Regions from separate parts of the Drosophila melanogaster genome. Here region 1 is linked to region 2. The links are chromatin contacts, called in public Hi-C maps. All regions are on one chromosome and are shown on one strand. The core of a region is the stretch at or near the end of the contact, and the rest is flanking DNA. Distances in the headings are between cores, read along the strand shown.

The links. A called contact is a pair of places that touch in the nucleus more often than the background predicts.
Region 1: a Hi-C map of the Kc167 cell line shows a contact between it and region 2, with 2.0 times the contacts expected there. A contact is called at or near these places in 5 of 107 Hi-C or Micro-C datasets (the Kc167 cell line, the S2 cell line, larval brain and 2 more).

The regions. Positions count from the first base shown.
Region 1 is chr3L:18,779,898-18,783,418 of dm6, forward strand. The region is part of intron 2 of ftz-f1 (ftz transcription factor 1); the gene reads right to left. The region is part of intron 2 of lncRNA:CR45939 (long non-coding RNA:CR45939); the gene reads right to left. Among named protein-coding and RNA genes, the nearest start is that of ftz-f1, 20 kb to the right of the region's middle.
Region 2 is chr3L:17,567,987-17,571,710 of dm6, forward strand. All of the region lies in intron 5 of Eip74EF (Ecdysone-induced protein 74EF), which reads right to left. Among named protein-coding and RNA genes, the nearest start is that of CycT, 12 kb to the left of the region's middle.

The sequences.
Region 1 (3,521 bases), core at 799-3,298, 1.2 Mb after region 2:
TTTTTGTAATTTCTTAATATATATAGTACGTGTATATGTATTTTATATGTATTTATATATATATGTGTGTTTGGATAAACAGAAAATTCTTGTTTTGACTTAGCTGATGTCGTTGTTGTTGCTGCTGCTGTTGCTGCTGTTGTTGCTGCTGCTGTTGCTGCTGTTGTTGCTGCTGTTGCTACTGCTGTTGCTGCTTCTGCTGCTGCTGTTGTTGCTGCTTCTGCTGCTGGTAGAGGCTCCTTTGAATTTGACTTCCTTCTCTTCTTTAAGGCTCCGTCGATGTTTAAAGATGATTTTTTTTTTTTTTTTGGCACGTTTTATTATTTTTGTAGTCCAGTCAGATTTTTTGTTTTTTAGCCATTTATTTCGGCATTTATGCTCTTTTGGCATATACACTGCACTCTATTTATGAGCTGATTTAATGCTATTAGAGCATTTATAAGGCACTGTTTTCAGGCACTTTTTATTTTCACAATTGCTGATGTATGGCCTCAAGCACGCCTTACCACAATTTATAATGGTACACAAAGCAACCTTTAGCTATAGACTATAAGGTGCTTGTTTTAAAACATAAAAGATTCTTTTGTATCTTTTGCTTTTTATATTTATACTCTGTTCCTTACCTTTGGTAGGGGGAAACAAGAGTCACTTATTTTTGCTACCTTTAGCTGTAAGATGCTTAAAGGAGCTGGCCTTTCTCTGAGTTCCTTACCTTTGGTAGGGGGAAACTGCAGAGTCGATTAAAGGCTCGATTGACCAAATGTAAAATCCCAAATAAGAAGATTTTACTCGTTGAGTTTTTGTAAGAAACTGATTTTATTTGGAAATATCTTCGGTTTAAATAGGTGACATGAGAATCGCATCTTAAAGTAAATGGCCTACGCAGAGGCCTAAGTAAATAGTCCCCGCCTTATCGAGGTCCCACGCTCGGGCACATCTGCCTATCTTGAGCGGCGAGGACCTTATCTGTGGTCTCCCACTAAGGGACTATTTTAGGAGGCGGGGAACGATCTCAAGTGACTGACTCATGTAGTGTGCACTTAAATTACATGTTTTTGAGCAATGCACCCATGTCGCCTTAGATAACAAAATCCTAAATATAATTTATCGCTCTCGATTCATTTACATAAGATATGAACGGAGCCCAAAATTGTAAGTCTTTAAATATATTCGTGTTCATGTGTGAACACCTTCCAACCTAACAATTCCAACTTTTACCTGGATATTTGAATCAGTTGCCAGGCGGTAAAAATATGTGCCCATAAATAACCGACTTAGGCAAACAACGGTTTGCGTTTGTGTTTCGGTTTTCTTCGTTTCGGCTTTCCCAAAAAAAATAAAGAACGCTAATTGGGCGAGTTAGAGGAAAAGGTTTGGCAACACACTCCCATGTGGGTTATGCCAACTCTCCAGCAACTTTACGCCGGATTAAGCCTACCCCACGGAAAGTAAAAAGCCCACGGAAATAAATCGCGCCACCCACATTCCGATTACACCATTACTACAATCGTCTCCATTTCGCTTTTCTTATCGCACACTGCCCAAATACAAAAGATAAAGAGCGAAAGAAATGCGGTTGATTGACGAATTAAAGCCGCGAATCTCAATTAAATTGAATATAAAGAAGTCAGTATTAAAAAGTAAACAATAAATAATAGCGCAAGTAATGTGTTGTCCACAAAGCAAAATTAAGTACAAATAAAATGCGAGAAGAAGAAACGATGACAGTGTGAAATGAGCAAACACAAAAGGGGGTTGGGTGGGCGATGGGTGGCGGATGGCGAAAGGGGAGGGGGAGTGGCACAATGAAAAGAGCAAACATGGCAACAACGGCGATTACAACAAAATGCCAGCAACAATAGCAACAACAACAATCGAGAGCAGCAACAACAAGGGAAAAAGAGACAAAAACAACAGCAACGTTTTCTCTGCGGACGTCGCGTTAACGCTGCACAAAATATTATTCAAAAAACCTTGACACACTTTTCATATGCCGCACACACACACAAGCACACACGCGCACAGATACAAAGCACACTCACACACACAGATACAGATTCGCCCAGGGACGGTTTCGACCGCAATTCGCCGCTGCCAGCGCTGCTGCCACAGCCTCTGCCAGCGTCGCCGTCGCAGCGAGCCGCTCGAGGAGGAGGTCAGCTTAATGTAGATTTGTATAATAGTGTATTTCTATATATAAATGTGTCCGTCTACACTAAGAAAAAAAAAGCATACCTTACAAGAAAAAAATCGATTTGTAAAGTAAAACGCTTCTTGAACATAATTAAATAGTTAAGATATCAGATTTATTATGTACTGTTCGTTTTAGTTAATGTATATAGGAATAAGAACATAACTTGGATACATTATAAGATTATACTCATTAGCAGTATAGTACAAGAGGACTGTAATCATTCAGATGAGCAATAAAAACCCATAAATATACAACTGGCAGAGGATTTTAACATCCTAAAAGTTTGCATTTATTTATTATCTGACTTTTATCTTCACTAATCAAATACAAAAAAAAAAAGATAAAAACACTTTTAAACAAGTCCTGATTGCTATTTAATTTATTTTCAGTGCGCTTCAGAAAACTCGTAATGCACACATTTAGTCAAAGTGCACTTTTTCAATGCGCAATAAATTACGCATACCACCCATATACCCTCCCTCCCCTACTTCCCCTCCTTCCCATCATTATTTCACTTTTTTCACGCAACCTGTTCAAACCTTTTTGGCGAAAACGTAATAAATTAACGCGTATAAATTATACAATATTTAATATTTAATTTGCCTCTACTATTTTGCGTTGTTAATTTCATTAGCCATTATTATATTTGTTATAGCACATTTGTAATGAGGTCAGCTGAGTGAGTGTTGCTTCTTTTTTTTTTTTTTTTTTTTTTTTTTGTTATTTCTGTAGATCGGCAACGGCGACGCTGACTTCGCAGTCCGTCGGTCTATCTTGTCTGTCATGTGGAATATCATCACCAATCGAAAGGTGCCGTGGAACAGGTGTGGCTCAATGGGGCTTTTTTGATTGCCATGCTTTGCTCAGTTATTTATTTATACTAATCAATCACTTTGTTGAGTTAATATGGAAAGAATTTTTTTGGGCTGGGTGATCATCATTCTGAAATCATTCGCTTTATTATGATGTTGCTAAACATTTATGGTAGATTTTTTGAATAAAACATTTAAAATATAATTAGCGTATTTTAAAATACATTGTTAAATTAATAAAATGATCTATTGTTTCCCAAAATTGCATTTTCCAATAGAACAAAAACTGAAACCAAAGTAAAAAGCTGACCACAGGTCGTATACGCGATTTTTTCTAAAGAACATAAATATTTCTTGTATATACATACATATTATACATATATATTTATAAACTTTACAGGTTTTATACTTATATGATAAACAAAATATTATTTTTAGCCGACTTGTTCACATTATTAAATCCTTTTCACTTTCCCAACGTCATTCACTTTCCCTTTTTAGGATGACTCCTCTTC
Region 2 (3,724 bases), core at 1,130-3,629:
CCCGTTGAAATAGTTTATTGCGCAAACGAAACGTGTGCGATTACTTCCTGTGCGGCATATTAGGCGTATGGGTAATATACGAGCGTTCAAATTAAGTATACGCCTAGGTGAACAACGGAAGGAAGGCGAAGAATTTAGATTTCCTGGAAGAAGTTCATCGGTCTTCCCCCGTTTATTCCGCCGAGCTTTCACTGTACCGCATTTGTGGCGCCACCATGGAAAAGAAAACAACGCTATAGAAGCCGACAATCAGACCGCCAGAGGTTCAGCGTTAATGGTGCATAAACAAACACAAACACGGCAGAAAGAAAGACAAATAGCCAGTGGTAATAGAGTCTACAAAACATTGCAATGCTGCGCCAAATGTGCGCTGACCTCTAAAAATGCGGTCTAATAAAACCAGCAGAAACTAACCAACCGACAAAACACACAGAAATACAAGAGAAAAAAATTAAATATATTACGAGAAAACAAAGCAAAATTGGCAAACAACATAAAAAAATAATAATAATAAAAAACAACACACACACAGAGAGACATGTCAAAGAAATTAACGGTAAAGTCATGTGCATGTGAGCTGGTGGGTTTTTGCTATTTTTCTTTGTTGAATTCGAATTTGGACTTGAACCGAACTGGCTCGTTGATATGTGCGCGGCATTTTGGGACAGTTACATCACAATTCCGGCGGATAGCGCAGCATTTGCCGCAATAGTAGGTCAATGTAGGTACGAGCCATCGCTGCCTGCTTGTTACCTCTAAATGATTAGTTCGCCTTATAGAGCCGATATGCTTTTTGTTTTTTATACTCAGTTTGGCTGGGTTTGTTTTCGGCTGTGCGGTGGATAAGGCGTCATCCGTGGTGCTTGAGTTTTGTTTACAATTTTTCATAGCATTTCCGAAAGCCGTAGAAGCTGCCCGCCTGTCTGTCCGACCCACAACAGCAATAACAATTGCACACCAGCACCATCAGCAGCAGCAGCAGCAGCAACAACAATTTGTAATTGTTTATGGCATTTTGGTTATTGGCCTATTTTTGATGTGCCCAACAACCGACATTTGTGAGCTTGTGAGTTGTGGGCGGTTTTGTAAGAAACGGAAAGTGATTTCTGTGTGGGCCCAGCTGAAGGGGGATTTACCTATTGAGCTCAGCCTTTATCACCTATCCAGTATTTTCATCTGACATTAATCAGTGGAAAGTAGGCAAATGAAACTGTATACTTGGGAGTTGTTGGCTGAAATTATTGCTTTGGTTTTGGCCGATCGAATTACGGGGGAAACGAGCTGAAGGCATATTATGGCCAAATGAAAGTTCACTTTTTAACTATTTTCGATAAATATCTATCTTTAACTTTCTGTGTTCAGTTAAGGCGTTAAAGATTTCTAGATACCGAAATCAATTTGCAAATCTTCCTAGTACATTTAATCATGCATTTTTATGTTGTTTACATTAAATGTGCGCCCTTCCTTTAATAATCAATCATAAAACTAGCCTTGCCCCAATTGTTAGCCCGCAAAAAACATATTCAAATTCTATTTAGCAAAACAAAAAACCATTAAAAAATACCAGTGACGGATGCCAGGCGAATTCCCCGAATAGCTGAAGCCAAAAACGACAGCCACTAGAAATTGCTTTGTATCGATAATTTCACTTGTGCGGCGCAATAATGCGCCAAACCGGAATCAAAATGTTCCCCAACTGGGATATATGTATTTATTTCTTTATTTATTTTCAATAATAATAATAATACAATTTATGGCAGTGCAAAAAGCGAAAAAAGCAAACAGAATTATGGGTGTGGAAGAAAGCAAAATTCAAGTTAATTCGAATGCAGCAGCGACAGACGAAAGTAAAATGCACAAAGAGTCGAAAGCAAAATCAACAGGAACGGGCGACAACAACGCAAAAGTTCTATATTTAAATATTATAATTTATGTGTTTGTTTGGCAATTGTAGTATTTGTTGTTGGTGTGAATGTCTCTTCCCCAATTTTTTATGTGTACGTACTACAAATATATTTTTTTTGGGTTCCGTCTGCCTCGCTTTTGCACGATCCCCATTATTCCCAGTCCCATTCCCGTTCCCGTTCCCATTCCCATTCCCATTCCCCTTTTTTCTCTTCCTCTCTCTCTCTTTCTTGGCGGCTCTCTGCTGCTCTCTAAATTCCTGTTCTGCCGCCTTATTTTGGCTTTTATGCCGCTGCCAACTTCGCTGCTTTCACGACTGCCTGTGTATTGGTGGCCAGAATAAAAGCCAGTTGTTGTTCTCTCGCTTCTTCGGTGCGCGCGTATGTGTGTGTGTGCGCTTTTTGGAAATTCAGTCTCAAGTTCAAGGTCTCGCGGATAACGCACACCAGCAAAGACACACTGCTCACACGGACACGGGATTCTCATTGTTTACGCACACAGGCGCAGGCAGCGAGACATATGCATATCAGGCAATTTCTCATTGTCGTACGAAAATGTGTGTTTATTAGGGCTACATATGCAGTTAATACAAGTCCACACACAAACGCACATTATTCGTATTTATATAGACAACAGAAATTCTTCTTCAATATTTCCGCATTAAGAAATGATACGCGACTCGGTTGCGATCTGTGTGATTTTCTGTTTTTCTGTTTTTGCTGCGCTCGTTTGTTTTTTGCATTTTTTATGACCGCTATTTCTCTATACTCGAAAATTTCTCGTATCGCACAAAAGGAAATATAATGTAATTCTATATATACTTTCCGATGATTTGTTTTTATTTCGGCTGAATCTTTCGTTTTAATTTGTCATTAAGTACTTTTACTTGTTTTATGGTGTGGTATAATATGCATATAGATTGACGCATTTGCCCCTCGACAAGATGGTTTTATATGCCTTTCTAATTTGTTGCGATTGCCTAAATGAGATTTTGTAATGCGTTTTATTTTATGCACTGGGTTATGTTTTAAGAGATACGTTAATGATATGTCGCATTCTGAGCAGGCAATTACTCTTTTAATTTTATAAACAAATGTGTCGGTTTGAAACATTTTTTAATTTGCATAATTTAGTATCAACGATTTCGTTTAATATTTGTATTTTATAAAGTATATCTAATTTATGAAAAATGGCTCCTGCTTGGCTATATTATATTTTTGACTTCAAGTTTTTTTTTTCTCGTTTACCAGTCGAATATTGTCTAAATTCTCGTAGCTTCTGTTTATATTAACACTTTCTATGCGTGAAAAAATAAACATTTTTGGTCACGCGCCAACCTTTCTGGGGGGTTACAAGTGCTAATTGGTAGTGAATACTATAATTCTGCTCCGATATTGTCAAGATAATTGTTTTGTGTTTAAATTGCTAATCAGGAAGTTTACAACTATAATTTTATAAAAGAAAAAGCGCTGTCATGATTAAACCTCAAAATGTAATTTATTCGAAAAGAGTGGCATGTATATCAATAGACTTTTAAATTTAAGTATAAGTTTCCTCATTGTAAAAGCAAAATATATTTAAATGCGGAATGGTGTGGGCTTTCGTTGCATTTTGCAGCTGGTTTACCAAGAATCCGAGACCGCAGCCCCAAAAACGGAAATTTCGGCTAGCGCAGCAAGTTCTAGGTAGCCGCATTACGTATACGACTCGTTGTCGCGAATTTCCCAGCAACAAGTCTTGGGCCTTGACCCGACCTATTGGACTCGGCTGTGGCTATCAAGTGACCATATGGCCACACCACATCAGCTGCACTGCGAAC